Regions from separate parts of the Oryctolagus cuniculus genome. Here region 2 is linked to region 1. A link is a contact called in public Micro-C data. All regions are on one chromosome and are shown on one strand. Each heading gives the region's core, a stretch centred on a gene start, on an enhancer-like site or on the middle of the called end of the contact. The rest is flanking DNA. Distances are from core to core; before and after follow the strand shown.

Region 1 (7,578 bases), core at 2,288-4,787:
CAGAGTAGCCGCGCCAGGGTCCTCTGGAGCTGGCGCGTGCACAGCCTCCGAGGCTCCAGCCGCCCGTGCCCTCGCTCTGAGGAATCCAAAGGTGCGCGCGCAGAGGGGTATCGTCCTGGGTCCAGCCTTTCACCCCGAAACCTTATGCGAGTGTTTTTTGAAAACCCAATTCGCATCAGGAGAGGGCAGGACAGCTTCTGCCCGGAGGTGGGAGTCCGCCGCCTGTCCCTAGGGCAAGGATGTTGGTGGGTGTGGGGGTGCCGCCCGGCTCCGCACCTCGTCGCTGGGGGGAATCTGCGCGGGCAGCATGGGGGGGGGGGCTGGACCCCAGAGGCCAGGATTCTAAAGGTTTCCCCCTTCTTTCTCCGTGTGATCCGTTCCCCGTCTGACTCTGCAGCTGGATGCCAAGAAGAGCCCGCTGGCGCTGCTGGCGCAAACCTGCTCGCAGATTGGGAAGCCCGACCCCTCGCCCTCGTCCAAACTCTCCTCGGTCGCCTCCAACGGGGGCGGCGCGGGCGGTGCTGGCGGCGGCGCCGGCGGCGACAAGGACGCCAAGTCGGGCCCCCTCAAGCTGAGTGACATCGGCGTGGAAGACAAGTCGAGTTTCAAACCGTACTCCAAACCCGGCTCGGATAAGAAGGAGCCGGGAGGCGGCGGCGGCGGCGGGGGTGGTGGTGGTGGTGGCGGCGGCGGCGGCGGCGGGGGCACTTCGGCGGAGAAGTCGGGATTCCGGGTCCCGAGCGCCACCTGCCAGCCGTTCACGCCCAGGACAGGCAGCCCGAGCTCCAGCGCCTCGGCCTGCTCGCCGGGAGGCTTGTTGCCCTCGGCCGGGGGCGGTCCGGATGGCAAAGACGACAAGAAAGACCCGGACGCGAGTGGCGGCGGCGGCGGCAAGGGCGCTGGGGGCGCAGCGGCCGAAGGGGGACCCGCGGGGCTGGCGCACGGCCGGATTAGCTGCGGCGGCGGGGTTAACGTGGACGTGAACCAGCACGCAGACGGCGGTCCCGGGGCCAAGGCCCTGGGCGCGGACTGCAGCGGCTCGTCGGGCTCCGGCTCAGGCTCCGGCCCCGGTGCGCCCGCCTCCTCCTCGGTGCTGGGCTCTGGGCTGGTGGCGCCAGTGTCGCCCTACAAGCCGGGCCAGACAGTGTTTCCTCTGCCTCCTGCTGGCATGACCTACCCGGGCAGCCTGGCCGGGGCCTATGCCGGCTACCCGCCTCAGTTCCTGCCTCACGGCGTGGCGCTCGACCCCACCAAGCCCGGCAGCCTGGTGGGCGCACAGCTGGCGGCGGCCGCGGCCGGCTCGCTGGGCTGCAGCAAGCCGGCTGGCTCAAGCCCGTTGGCTGGAGCGTCGCCGCCGTCCGTGATGACAGCCAGCTTGTGCCGGGACCCGTACTGCCTCAGCTACCACTGCGCCAGCCACCTGGCCGGGGCGGCAGCCGCCAGCGCCTCGTGCGCACACGACCCTGCGGCGGCGGCCGCGGCGCTCAAGTCCGGATACCCGCTGGTGTACCCCACGCACCCGCTGCACGGTGTGCACTCCTCGCTAACGGCCGCCGCTGCCGCGGGCGCCACACCACCCTCACTGGCCGGCCACCCCCTCTACCCCTATGGCTTCATGCTGCCCAACGACCCGCTCCCGCACATCTGCAACTGGGTGTCGGCCAACGGGCCGTGCGACAAGCGCTTCGCCACATCGGAAGAGCTGCTGAGCCACTTGCGGACCCACACGGCCTTCCCCGGGACAGACAAACTGTTGTCGGGCTACCCCAGCTCGTCGTCCCTGGCCAGCGCCGCCGCGGCCGCCATGGCTTGCCACATGCACATCCCCACGTCCGGCGCTCCGGGCAGCCCCGGGACGCTGGCGCTGCGCAGCCCCCACCACGCGCTGGGACTCAGCAGCCGCTACCACCCCTACTCCAAGAGCCCGCTCCCCACGCCCGGCGCGCCCGTGCCAGTGCCCGCTGCCACCGGACCCTACTACTCCCCCTACGCACTCTACGGACAGAGACTGACCACAGCCTCAGCGCTGGGGTACCAGTGAGGGCGGCCGGGAGGGCGAGCGAGTGAGCGAGTGAGCGAGGGCATGCAGCCGGGGGAGGGGCGCGAAGGCGGCCAAGGTTGCCGAACTCCCCGCGTGAGCGTGTGTGCGTGCGCGCGGGAACACCCGGGGCCCTGAGAGGCAACCCCGTGTACCGCATCCACCCACCCCACCTCGGCGACCGAGACCCGGTGGGGAACTCCTCTTCCCCCGCCTCCCACCTCCCCACTCAAACTTTATAAAAGTTGGGAAAAAAAAAAAAGGAAAAAAATCATTTGACTTTTTATAGAAAAGGAAGGAAAAAGTAATTGAGAAAGTGTTCATCTGAGGACTTCAACCGGTGGACACTGGTATTTATTTATGTTAGCTCCAAGCGGACCCGTGGTTCAAAAGTGCATTATTTAGTTTGAACTCCGTAGGTAAAAAAAAGAAAAGATAAAAAGAGGAGGAGGAGGGGACGAAATTAAAACTCGAGGGTGCAAATGTGCAAGAGAAACCCTCCCATCCCTTGTAGATTATAAATAAAAACAAACCGCCAGACTAGAGGTCTTCTCTTAAATGTTACTTTAAAATTGCTATGATTGTATCGTACGTTCTTATTTAATGTCTGATTGAAACACAAATTTACATGCATGTTTGTTACAAAAAATGAAAAAAAACCTAAACAAGTCACAATTTGTCAGCTCTGATTTCAAATTGCAATTATTTTTAAGGTGTATGCCATCGAAAGAGAATGGGTATTTTTTGGTATGTATTCTGGAAGGAAAAAAAAGGAAAAACAATTCTATTCCAAAACCTCATTTGCCTTATTTTGTTCTTTAAAAGGAACACTTAACTATTTTTAATTTTTAAGTCCACCCGCTGAGAAGGGGACAAGGTTTACGTCATGTACTAAAATAATAGACAATGTATCGCTTTAAAGATTAAAATTCCGTATATTTGATGTATTAAAAGGTTTTACTTCTCCTTTTTTTTTTTTTTAATTATTTTTTTGGTTAGAGAGAACAGAGCGGTTCCGGCAGATGTGGGTTCCCGGGCCGCCGCGGCCGCTTCCCCGGCCCGCGGCCGAATTCCCGATTGCTTTGTTGTGATTTTCCCCAGGCCCGAGGCGCCACACGGGCCGCCAGCTGCAGGGACGCAGGTTTAAAGGGGGAATTCCACGTTTTGGACGGACACTGTTCTTCGCTCTTGCTCACTCCGTTTTTATTTAAGTTTTCTCTCAGCAGCCTGTTTGTCAAAAGTGAAAGGGGTGGGGAGGAGCGGGTTGTGTGTGTGTGTATTTTTTTTTTTTTTTTTGGGTTAAATTTCCCTCTTGAGGTTTGGGGGCATTTGGGTTTCGTTTTGCGCGGAGCGCCGAGCAGGCCAGGGCTCGCCGGCCGCGCCCGGGACCCGGGGACCAACGGCCGCCCTCAGTCTCCCCTCTTGGCTTTGCAAGCAGCGCCCGTCCCGGGCGGGCAGCGGGGACAGATCTGCGGGCCGAGGGCCACCTGGGGAACCCGTTTCCGCGGCCTGGACAGCGAGCGCGCAGGAGCCCCCCGGGACCCTCGGGGACGGCGCGCTCGCTCCGCTCTCCTTTGCGCTACCGAGGGCCAGCCGCACCCTCGGGCGCCGGCCTCCCTCTGGAGCCCCGGCCGGGGCGGGCCCGCGCCGCGGCTGCTTTTCCCCATCCTGACGGCTCTGCAGCCGGCGCTCCGTCCCGGTCGGCGCCTCAGGAGAGCGCGCTGGGGCCCGGGATCCGGAAGCCCCTTCCAATGCGGGCCCCCCAGGGTCCCGGCGCCCGGGCTCTGCCTCGTGTGGCGGCCAGGTGCGCGTCCAGGGCGGTTTGGAGCTGGGAGCTCCGCTCGGCAGAAGCGCAGCAGGCGCCTGGGTCTCGGAGCCGATCCCCGCCCTGCGCTCCGCTCCCTTCTCCCTAACTTGGGCCTCGGGACGAAGCAGCCAGACGCGCCGCTGGAAGCACGCAGAGAAACGACTGAAGCGCTTTGAAAGGCGGGGGTCCCTGGGCCCCTCACACACTCTCCAGGCCTGCGTTCGAGCTTTCGGCGGCCCAGGGCGCCCTCCGTGGGATCTCAGGACCGCAGAAGCGCAGCGCTGAGCGCGCACCCCACGCTCCCCCCTGCCCGGGGTCCGGCCACGCTGGGTTGTCCGAAGCTCCAGCAAACCTCAGCGCCCACCTCCCCTCGTCTGCTTCTGCCGGCCGCGCAGAGTCCACCCCCAGCCTCGGGCCTGGGTCCGACAGCCGCTCGGCCCCGGCGTCCATCCCCGCAGGGGCAGGCGCCTTTGAGCCTCTCCACCCGCGGCCCAGCACTAGCCTCGCGGTTGCGGGGCCTTTTCCCGGGTTGCACGCAGACCAAGCTCCACCACCTCCCGGACGCCACCCAGAGTGGACTTGCTGGCGACTCGAGCTCCGCCACCGCCTCCCCGGAGGGAGCAGCCTCTCGCACCCCTGACACCGATGCCGGGCCGGATCCACACCCCGGAAACGGGAGCAGGAGCGCGCACTCTGGCCGCAGTGCCCCGGGACGCCGCAGCCCACCTCCCTCGCTAGTCTGGTCGAGAGAGAAGCTGGGCTCGGCTCGGCTCCTGGAGAGCCCTGGCCGACGGGGCGGCCTGTCCACCCAGCTGGCTCCCAGAAGACCCTCACCGCAGGCGGGAATTGGGTCGCGGAAGTGGCGCGGCCCCCGAGCCCGCAGCGTGGGGCCCGAAATCCCCCTGGCCATGGAAGACCCACGAGCTTTGTCTTCCTCTCTTAAAGGGTCCCGGGACCACCAGGCCTCCCTCCACGCCCTGGGACAGGCAGGCGGGGGAAGTGGAGATGGTTGCGCCTTTATGCGCCCTTGTAGTATTTCATTGACAAAAACCAAAGCCAAAAGCCCCCTAACATTTTCATGACACCATTCTTTGCAAGCCGCTGCGCACACGCAGCAAAATTCCGGAGCTGCAGGCCGGGGGTTGGGGGACAGAAAAAATTCCCCGACGTGTCGGACGGAGCCAGGCCGCCCCGGGCGCACGGCTTGGGGAAGGGAGGGTGCCCGGCCGGGCGGTGTGTCCAAGCCGAGGTGCGAGCCTCTTTGCGGGACTCTCGCGCCCGGTGCCTCCACCCCGCGCAGCCGCCTCAGGATTCCCCGCTCGCCAGCGGGCGCAGGAGCCCGGCGGAGCGCCGCGTGTCCGCCAGGCGGCGCTGCGGGACCCGGCGGAGCAGGACCGAGGCCGGGAGCCCAGGCCCCTGAGCCCGCCACAGGCTGGGTCTCACGCCGAGCCCCTGTGCCTCCACCTTCGCACGCCTTTTGCGGCCAAGTGCGCGCGTGCCCTCCCTTGGCGTCTCGCTCCTTTTTTCTTGCTGCGAGCCTCCTCCCCAGTTCTTCTCCAGCCGCTGCAACTGCATCCGGAGTCCCGGCGGCGCGGAACCCCCAGCTGTCCCCGGAGAGCTCCCATCCCTGCCCTCCAGCGCCAACAGGTCACCCTGGCTGCCACGCTGAAGCGGTCCCCACGTACTCCTGTATTCGTTCATTCCCTTCAAGGCTATTTCCTAGCGCTTGCCTCTTGCCAAGGGCTGCCCCTCCTTTGACTCACCCTAGACATAGTCGGAGAAGCTGAGGTCAGGGGCTTGCATTGCATAGCAGTGGGCTAAGCTGACGCCTGGGACGCAGGCATCCCGGTTCGAGTCCTGGCTGCTCCACTTCCCGTCCAACACCCTGCTAATGCGCTTAGGACAGCAGTGGATGATGACCCAAGTCCTTGGGCCCCTGCACCCACGTGGGAGACCCAGAAGAAGCTCCTGGCTCCTGGCTTTGGATCAGCCTAGCTCCAGCCATTGGGGCCATTTGGGGAGTGAACCAGTGGATGGAAGTGCACTCTCTTGTTCTATTTCTCTTTCTCTGACTCTCCCTTTCAGATAAATAAAATAAATCTTAAAAGCAAGAAACTGCACGTAAGTCGTGAAAGGCAGGGGCAGGGGCAACCCAGGCACTTCTCTCCATTCAGCAACTCCAACTTGTCCCTCCAGGTGGACAGTGAGTTACCCGGACGGCCCTCTGCTGGGTGGCTCCAAACACATGCAGATCAGAAACTGAACCTGAGAGACCGCCAATGAATACGGGGCAGCTGCCCACGCCTGTCAGAAGCCCCTGCACCTCCAGGTGTGCACAGCCAGCACTCGCCCTCACCCACTGCAGGCATGTTTGCACATGCACCCACGCCCACAGTCACAGTCCCAACGACGTGTGGGACACGCGGTGCACCTTTCACAGATGGGAGCAGGACAGGCGGTGGCACGACCTCGGGCGGTGAGGCAGGGCGGGTGGAAAAAATGTCTCCAGGTGATGAAGTCCCTGAGCTCGGGAAAATTAAATGTCCCCCAGCAGAGGGGAGCCCGGCCCCCGCTGACCCCTGCTGCATGCGCTGGCTTAGGATTCCTCACCCACTGGGGCCAGTGTCCCAGCGGGGTTCCAAGTGGCTGCAAGACCCAGAAGACCCCCATTTGTGAGAGACTCTGCCCCTTTTAAACTTCACAACACCATGACGTGGTAAGAGTCTTCACCCATTTTCCAGCTGAGGAAACTGAGGCTTGGCAGAGGAAGGGCACTGGCCTGAGGTCGCATCGCTAGTGTGTGATGGGAGGACCAGCAGGGAGTCTCACTGTGCTCACCTGAGGGGAACTTGAAGCAGAACAGTGCTTGGGACCCAGAGAGTGTGACTCAGCTGGCAGGGGAGTACTGCAAAGAGCTCAGCTTCTTAAAAAAAGCCTCCCATAGAATGATCGTGATGATGTTTTTACTTCCTTTAATTTAGCTTATTTGAAACAAAGGGGCCAGCGCTGTGGCGTAGCAGGTAAAGCCGCTTCCTGTGGTGCTGGCATCCCATATGGGTGCCAATTCAAGTCCCGACTGCTCCACTGCTGATTCAGCTCTCTGCTATGGCCTGGGAAAGCAGTGGAGGATGGCCCAGGTACTTGGGCCCCTGCACCCACGTGGGAGACCTGGAAGAGGCTCCTGGATCCTGGCTTTGGGTCGGTGCAGCTCTGGCTGTTGTGGCCAGTTGGGAAGTGAACCAGCGGATGCAAGATTCTCTCTCTCTCTCTCTCTCTCTCTCTCTCTCTCCCTGCCTCTCCTTCTTTCTCTGTGTAACTCTTTCAAACAAATAAATAAGTCTTTAAAAAAAAAAAAAAGGAAGGAACAGTAATGGGGCAGAGGTAGGGGACAGATCTTCCATCCACTGGTTCATTCCCCAAATGGCTACAATGCCAGAAACTCCATCCAGGTCTCCCTCATGGGTACAGGGGTCCAAGCACTTGGGCCACCCCCCGCTGCCTTCCCAGGCACATCAGCAGGGAGCTGGATCAGAAGTGGAGCAGCTGGGAATCAAACCCGAGCTCACAGGGGATGCAGGCATCGCAGGTGGCCGCCTGATGGCGCTGTGCCATACCACCAGCCACAGATGGTGATGGCTTTTATTGTGAAGATTGTCAAACAAGAGGTAGAAATAATAAGGTAATGGACCCCATAAACCCACCAACCAGCCTTGACCACTATCAACTCATGGGC
Region 2 (7,578 bases), core at 2,372-4,871, 920 kb before region 1:
CCTGAAATGCCATTCTTTGATCAAAGACCCCAAGACTTTACGCAAACATAATCACAAGGCAACGGATGCCCCTCACAAGCCTGAATTGATTTGTTGGACTGCAGCGCCTGGGATGCCTGGAGAAGCTGCACACTTATTTTTCTAACTCCCAACATATGTACCACCGGGCTAAGTGACTTAGAAATTATATATTTTTTCCTTCCTGTGTCTTAATTGGAGCAGTCACTTGCAAATTCAGACACCACTGTGTGGAGAAAGCCATGAAGGAAACGTGGGCATTTGCTGTTGCCTGGTCCATCTGGGCAGAGAGGAGAGAAAGGGGAGGCAGAGAGGCAGCGCCATTGTTTCTATTTTTTTTTAGGCTTGTTTGTTTTCTATTTATTTACTTTTTTTGAAAAGAAGAATGAGACTGAGATATAGAGATCTCCCATTCACAAACTAGTTCAATCCCCAGTGGCCTGCAGCAGCCAATGCTGGGCAGACAAAGGCCAGGAGCCTGGAATTCAAGCCAGGTCTCCCAAGTGGGTGGCAAAGACCCAGCTCCTTGAGCCATCACTTGCTGCTTCCCAGTGTTTGCATTAGCAAGACGCTGCAGAACCACAACTCGGACTTAGGCACTCCAATATGAGATGCAGGCATCTTAACCATGGCACCACACACCTGCTCCCGCTCCTTCTGACAAGGAGCAAAGACCAACTCACAGAGACTGATGCTTGCATCCACCGTTTCTACTAGAATCTTCTCCGGTCCCTTTGTAACTGCTGGTACCCATATCTCTGCCTATGCCAGGGGAATCAGGAGGAGAAACCAGGAAGGCCTCTCCTAGAGGTCAGGGAATGGTCACCAGGAGGCTCACCTACCAAGTCCTTCACCACACATATCCCAGTCCTGTACAGCCACATGCCAGGGCTGACACATAGAAAAATGCTTTGAGCTTTTACGCTGGTCCAGTTAGAATCACATCAGCTTGAATCCTAACATGCAAAATTCTCAAAGAGCTGCAGCAGGCAAGAATGTGTATGGTCATCAAAAAGTTTATGGAAAATGGAATTCTGAGTGCATTAAGGTGCAAATAGTTTTGAAATGCATACACAGGGGAGACAGACGGTAAAGATACGTAAGACTCTAAGTTGCCTTCAATCTTTCTTCATGAAGGTAACAGCGATCTCTGGATTGTGAAACTTTCTAGGTAAAGACTATACTTTTCTAGATGAGGACTCTTCACTCTTGATTTTCACAGCAGTAAGGCTTTTATTATTACAAAGTACAGTTGGTATGGGACAGCGTCAACAAATGGTGGGAAATGGTTTAATGGTTAGAAAGTCATTTGAGAAATGACTCTGAAAATATTATGCTTTATTTTTTCCCAAAATTATTTGATCATCATTCACAGAGCTGCTCTTGAAGGAGACATTTTGTCATATACTATTAATAACTGTTGACATCAAACAGATTCCTTCACCTAAACATGTGTCTAAAGCTGATTTCTTGCGATTCTAGACCCCAATACCTAAGAAGTAAAAAAATAACATAATATCGTAATCAGTAATGCTTACATCCTGTGCAATATCGATAACCATCCCAGCAACTTTATTCTCCCTGTAGCCAAAGGAAAATGCAAAACTGATTCAAAGCTTTATTTCCTAAAGAAACAGTATCACCTACTCCCGACGCCTCAGTGTCCAGCTCGTGAACACAGCGTGGACTGGCAAAGTACACAGGGACCCCCTTCTACCCACAAGTCCCATTCTGGCTGTGCGTGATGCTGGGACAGTTTCAATGCCAGAGATTGAGAATAAAGGAAAAGACAGGTGGGGCGCGGGGGAGAAACAAGATGAAAGTTCCGGGTTATTTCTCCAATGACTTTCCTTCCATTAAGCCGTCTTCTGCCATTTTTTCCCAGATTCCTAATTCCATTCTACTTTGTCCACTGTAGTTTCCAGCACTTGGGAAACTCAAAGGTCCTGCTTGTTCGCAGGCCCTTTTCCCTCCATCGTCAGAATTCTCCAGTTCTCAAAAGTAAACAGTCACAGAAACCGCAGTCTGCCTTCCTCATCTCGCAGGCAGGGTCGGCGCCTGCGCATTCTCCACCAGCTCTCGGGGGGGCTCGTGGCATACCCTCGAAGACCTGACACCAGCGTCACAAGCTGGTTGCAGGGGACCAAGAGCCCTGAGGACTCTAAGTCAAGACCGAGTGCGGACCTGGGTCCCGCGCTTTGCCCCCGGGACGCAGCTTCTAGAACCGGCACCCTCTTCTCCCACCCCTTCCTTTACTGAATTACAGGAGGTTTCAGGGAACTGATTTATTGTTGCTTAGAGAAGGCTCTTTCCCAACAAAGGCCTTTTTTTCTCCTAACTCAAGTGAGCACCTTGGGACCTTCCTTTTAAATAGAAAACCGATGATGCCTCCCTTCCCCCACTATAAATTAAAAAAAGACACCTAATAACTGATGTTGTTCTTGCAAGAAGCGAAAAGCACCCAACACTGCCTAGAAGGACCCTGCCCTGGCCCTCGCCCTTACCTTCCTCTCCCCGGGGCTCTAAGCCCTGGCCACCCGAGACCTCTGCACCAGTCATCTTTCTTCCCACCGCCGTCCCCTAACATTTTCTGCCTTGGTGATGGCAAGCTTCACTTGGGCAGCTCGCTCCTTAAGGGCCGTGCCCCACACCTCCTGAAGCTGCCCTCTGATCACCTCTCAGGACAGACCCGAAATTGTGAATTACAAGCTGTGAAGAAACAGCATGGTTCGGCCCCCTAACACCACCATTCCCAGCAGATACACCCGTTCCAAGCAGAACCCAGGTGGCTGCTCACATGCACAAGGCCTTCACCTTACAAGATACGCTCGGGCTGAACAAAGTGGTCCTGCGGAAACCTTCCTTCCTGTACTTGCGGCTGGTCTATAGATGCAAAACCCAAAACCCGCACCCCCGGTGTCCAAGATGCGTTCAGTGACATCAGTCTGGGATCTGGGGTCTGGCAGAGGGAGCGGGCCGGGAGTCGCCCAGGGTTGCACACACTTCACTCAGCTTTCCCTTGCTTTAACACCCATCTTTGTCTCTCCTTCATTTCTTGATTGTGTTTCCTTGCCCCTGATGGGTGACTAATGCAATATGCAACCCCAGTGAAGACCCTGGCAGTGCAGGTGAGCACAGGTGGTCCCAGGACTGGGGGAGGGCAGGGCTGAGCAGGCTGGAGCAAGTCAGTGGTGAAGGCTGTGCTGCGCAAGTCCCCCTTGTCACACAGCTCAGCCGGCAGAAGGGGGCGCTGTAGTGTAACCTATTTAGGATGCAAATAGCTCCCGAGCGAGCCGCAGAAAAAAGCTCCCGGGCTAGCCGCTGCCTGGCAGGTCCCTCAGCAGTCCCGAATGCCAGCTTCCTGCTAGTCACTGCTCACCGCAGATCATTAACAGAACTCAGAACGTGTTACTCAATGTGAACATTTTAAAAACTGATCACTAAATTAAAAAAAAAAAATTAAAAAACAGGCACAATTCCACTCCTGGGGAATTCAACTTTGCTCATTGCAGATTTATGGATTCAAGACCACTGAAGTTCAAGACTGCATTTGCTTGAGACTGACAACCATGTGTCACATATGCACCAGGCAGCCAAACATGGGGGGAAGGGAGGGGACCAGGGGCTTCTAGCAGTGCACAAGGAAAAAGACTAGAAACTACAAGGTTGAAGATGTTCTGCACCGAAGAGCAGGAGGGAGCTTTCCACAAAAGACTCCAAGGAAAATCTCCAGCTTCCCAGAACCAAGCCAGCTGCTCCTAGGGTTTTTTTTTTTTCTTTCCCCTTACCAAATCAGGTGGTCACTTTGCCAAGGGAGTTTTCCTCTTCCCCCTTGCTCCAGCCAATTCCTGTTTTCTTGAACTGGAGCTCCCCGAGACTCATCAAAAACACGATTTAATTACAGCTCCAAAAAAAAAAAAAAAAAAAAAAAGGGGAGGAGTGTAAACATGACTCCTTTTTATCTCCTGATACATCTGGACAAGTAGACAATGTGCTAAAACAAAATAAATCTGCCTTGACAGTCACATCAAAGAGTTCAGCAAGGGCCTTGCAGCTACTTAAGGCACAGGAATGCTGTTGCTAAGCGTCGGCCTACAACTTATCAGGCCCTGGAAGAAACGCTTTTTTTTCTTTCTTTCAGGAGCAGATGAGGAAAGTTAGAGAGTGGGAACCAAACCGCAAAAGTAGACTGGGGATCGTCAGGGATTTTGAGGCTTAAACGGAATTGTGTGAAGAAAAGGCGTTTTCTGGTGTTGTGTTTCCCTTCCGACATAGCAGCTGTATTTTTATCAAGGTCGTAGGTGGGAACCTTCCAGAAAAGGCCCTTTAGGACTCAAGGAAATCGGGGACGGTGCAAAACATTTGTATACAAATTCCTGCCACATCTCGTTCCCGTGAGAGCAGCCTCATGCTAGCTCAAAGATCTCAAAAAAGATCCCGCCTTTTCCAGAGTGAACCACCCTTAAGTCTCTTTAAGAAAAAAAAAAAAAAAATCAGCCAGCATCACCAACCAGAGTTACTTTTTCCCCCTAAAAGGCAGGAAATGGAGAATCTACTCCAGGCAAACACAAAACAAATGAACACACACAACCCCTCTCCTCAAAAGAAACCAAGTGGAAATGACCGGGAGCGATGAACGAAAGGAAGCTGCAGCCCCACAAGGAGAGCTCCCGGCTACACACAGCCTGGAGCGGACCAAGGGCCTGGCCACTGCCTGCGGCCTGTGCTCCCCGCCAGCCTCAGGGGAAGCTGCTGTGAACTTCAGTCTGATCCGCATCCCCCAGGATCGGGAGGAAGCTGCAAGGTTTTCCTCCTGCCCTAGACCCATCCTCAGCTGGGAGACCATGGCCCAGTGTCTCTCTCCTGCAAGGCTACTGAATGTAGCCACGCCGAGAAATTAGCAGTGAACATGAAATGGCATTGCCGAGAAGAAATCTTCTATGAAGACCTCAGGGAGTTGCAGAAGAAAAAAAAAAAAAGCCGTTAAAAATAACCCACCCATCCTCAAAGGCCCCCGACGACACTGGGGAGATCTTGTCCTAGCAACAGAGGCTCTGACAATCCCCGGGCCCACTGCTTCGGCCTCCGGAGTTCAGGAACATTTTAAAGATCCCATTTGTTATTTTCTCTTTTTGGATCAAAGGCAACAAATTCTGAATCCCCTGTGATCGCCACACAGGATAACTCTCAACAACATGAACAATTACCAACTCTGTGATACTGCACAAATAAACAACACTTACTATTATCTCTGGCGCAATCATATTTATTAAACGGTGACGGAGGGCAGCGGGAACCATTTTTATTGTCCCAGATAGCTCCTATTCTCTAATTAAACAAAAGGTTATTTCTACTGTTAACACAGTCATTTGTCTAAGTTGGGTCTTACATAATACTTTTTGCCAAGCGTGACAGAATGTAAGAAATTATGTTCTGAGGTGGTTTTGTGGGATTTTTTTTCTTGTTGTTTTTAATTTCGCATGCTGAGTTGCTACTAAGAAAGCCTGGCCGGTTCATTATCAAAGCAAGGGGCCATTGTGTGTTGAATTCATAAATAAACTTTGGCAATTTTTCCTAAAGCATGAGGAAGCCAGCACTTGGTCCTACCCTTTAGCTTCAATCCAAGGGCAATGATCTGTATTATTAAAGATATAGGTCAAGCCAGCTTGCGCTTCTCCGTCCTGTGGGATGTTTTAGAAGCTGCTGTCACATTACCGAGATCTCTTCTGTGGCTCCTAATTATTCCTCTTGGCAGCTTTGGATTTCAAGCCATTCCTCTCCCATGTATGTAAAAATTTATAACAGCGTGAGTTATTTCCATGTTTGTAATGGCAGAAGATATCTATTAGAAAAATACACTAATTTCACTGACAAGGATAATGGTGACTTCATAAAATTTGCACTGTGTCTTCTGTAAACCTCACATGCATTTCATATCCACACTGAAAATTCTAACGGTTGTTACTTCAATGTAACTGAGTGCAGGGCTTCTCATGGACAATATGAACTCTAAGGAAGAAAGCAGCACAGAGTCCTCTTCACCTTCAAAATTTAATTTGGTCCAGAAACACATATTAACCTGCCCCTCTCTGCAGAAGACTGAGGGAATGCAGCCTAAGATGTACGGGTGATCCAGTACGGGCCTGGCACGGTTGTCGTTCAGGTCCTAGTTAGGGGATCTACCAAAGGCCCATGTGATAGAGGGTTTGGTGTCCCGCGGGATGTGGTGGAGCCATTAGGAGGTGAGGGATGGCTGGTCTGTGGGAGGGGGTCATTAGGTCATTGGCAGTGCTGCCCACTGAAGGCAGCTCTCCAGAGTTGTTTCAAAAGCCCGAGTTGGGTGCAGCCTCTCTGTCTTCCTGGCTCAGCAGGCAACCCTTCCTCCATACCCGCTTCACTCTGCCCTCATCCAAGGCCTAACAAATGGGGCTGCCTGATTTTGAACTTGAACCTCCCCAACTGCGAGCCAAGTAAACCTTGTATTCTTTCTGAAGTTAAATAAATGCCTGATGTAGCCACACAAATCTGACTCCTGCAGAATGTTCACATAGTCCATCCCCTTTCCCCTCCCCAGACCTCTGTGTGCGAAAGACGGCAGACGTAACGTCCCTCGAGGGTGTCCCCAGAGGGCAATGAGCACCCGAATTCGACCTCCTTTCCGATTCTGTCAGCAGGGCTTCCTGACTCGGCATTGTCCTCTTTGCACCACACCGAGAGGAAGTGACTGTTGCGTTGTTAAGGTAGCTGACCCTCCAGAATAAGATGAGTTGACAACTGCAACGCAAGGGAGAACTGAAACGAAGACTGTAAGAGGAAGGGCCAAACTCAAGAGGCTGCAGAAGAGATCTGTCTGTTCCAGGAGGAAAAGGCCTAGAACCTGTCGGGTTTGATGGTCACAGGCACGGCAGCATGCTGGGAAGGCATCGACGTCCCTAGGAGACAGGATAAAATGGAGACTGCGTGCCAAGGGCCCGTCCCAAGAACTGACGACTGGTGCAGAGTGGAATGCGGCTTTCTTGCCTGCTTTCCTGCCATGATCAACGGATAAGAACATTCAGGCTTCATAAAATGCTTTCCTGAGGAACTCCTCCTATTCTTCTATAATGATACTCTGTTTAAATTTTGTGCCCTCAACCCCAGTACCCCTACAAGTTACTATTTTGAAATAAAACAAGCCTGGGGCCGGCCTGACCCTGGCATCCTGTATCAGGGTGCTGCTATCCAGTTCCCTGCTAATGCATCTGGCAAAGTGCTGGGACCCCTGCCACCCATGTGGGAGACCCAGAAGGGGTTCCTGGCTCCTGGGTTCAGCATGGCTCAGACCTGGCCATTGCAGCCATTTGGGTAGTGAACAGCAGATCCAAGACCTTTCTTTCCCTCTGTCACTCTGCCTTTCAAATAAATAAAAATCTTAAAAAATAAAACAAGGCTCTGACTCTACAGGCCATAAATCCTCAGACTGCACAGTCTATTTTTGATTACAAATATTTACCACCTTTTGCAAATCACCAATCAAATCTGTTCATAGGCACATGACTAATTACCAGTTTCTAAGGAAAA

The links. Hi-C and Micro-C count contacts between places; a contact is called where the count stands out from the background.
Region 2: a Micro-C map of ear pinna shows a contact between it and region 1, with 7 times the contacts expected there. The contact joins two enhancer-like sites. A contact is called at or near these places in 2 of 6 Hi-C or Micro-C datasets (ear pinna and an unstated tissue).

What each region holds. Positions count from the first base shown.
Region 1 is chr15:66,419,475-66,427,052 of mOryCun1.1, reverse strand. ZNF503 (zinc finger protein 503) reads left to right here. Exons shown (of 2, transcript XM_008269924.4): 2 at 398-2,991. The coding sequence ends at 2,041. Among named protein-coding and RNA genes, the nearest start is that of ZNF503, 4.8 kb to the left of the region's middle. Within about 2 kb of position 3,537, at least 3 of the 8 cell types and tissues checked have an H3K27ac peak or open chromatin away from gene starts, as enhancers often do. A contact at or near this core is called in ear pinna, where this site is marked.
Region 2 is chr15:67,340,519-67,348,096 of mOryCun1.1, reverse strand. All of the region lies in intron 5 of LRMDA (leucine rich melanocyte differentiation associated), which reads right to left. Among named protein-coding and RNA genes, the nearest start is that of LRMDA, 890 kb to the right of the region's middle. Within about 2 kb of position 3,621, at least 1 of the 8 cell types and tissues checked has an H3K27ac peak or open chromatin away from gene starts, as enhancers often do. A contact at or near this core is called in ear pinna, where this site is marked.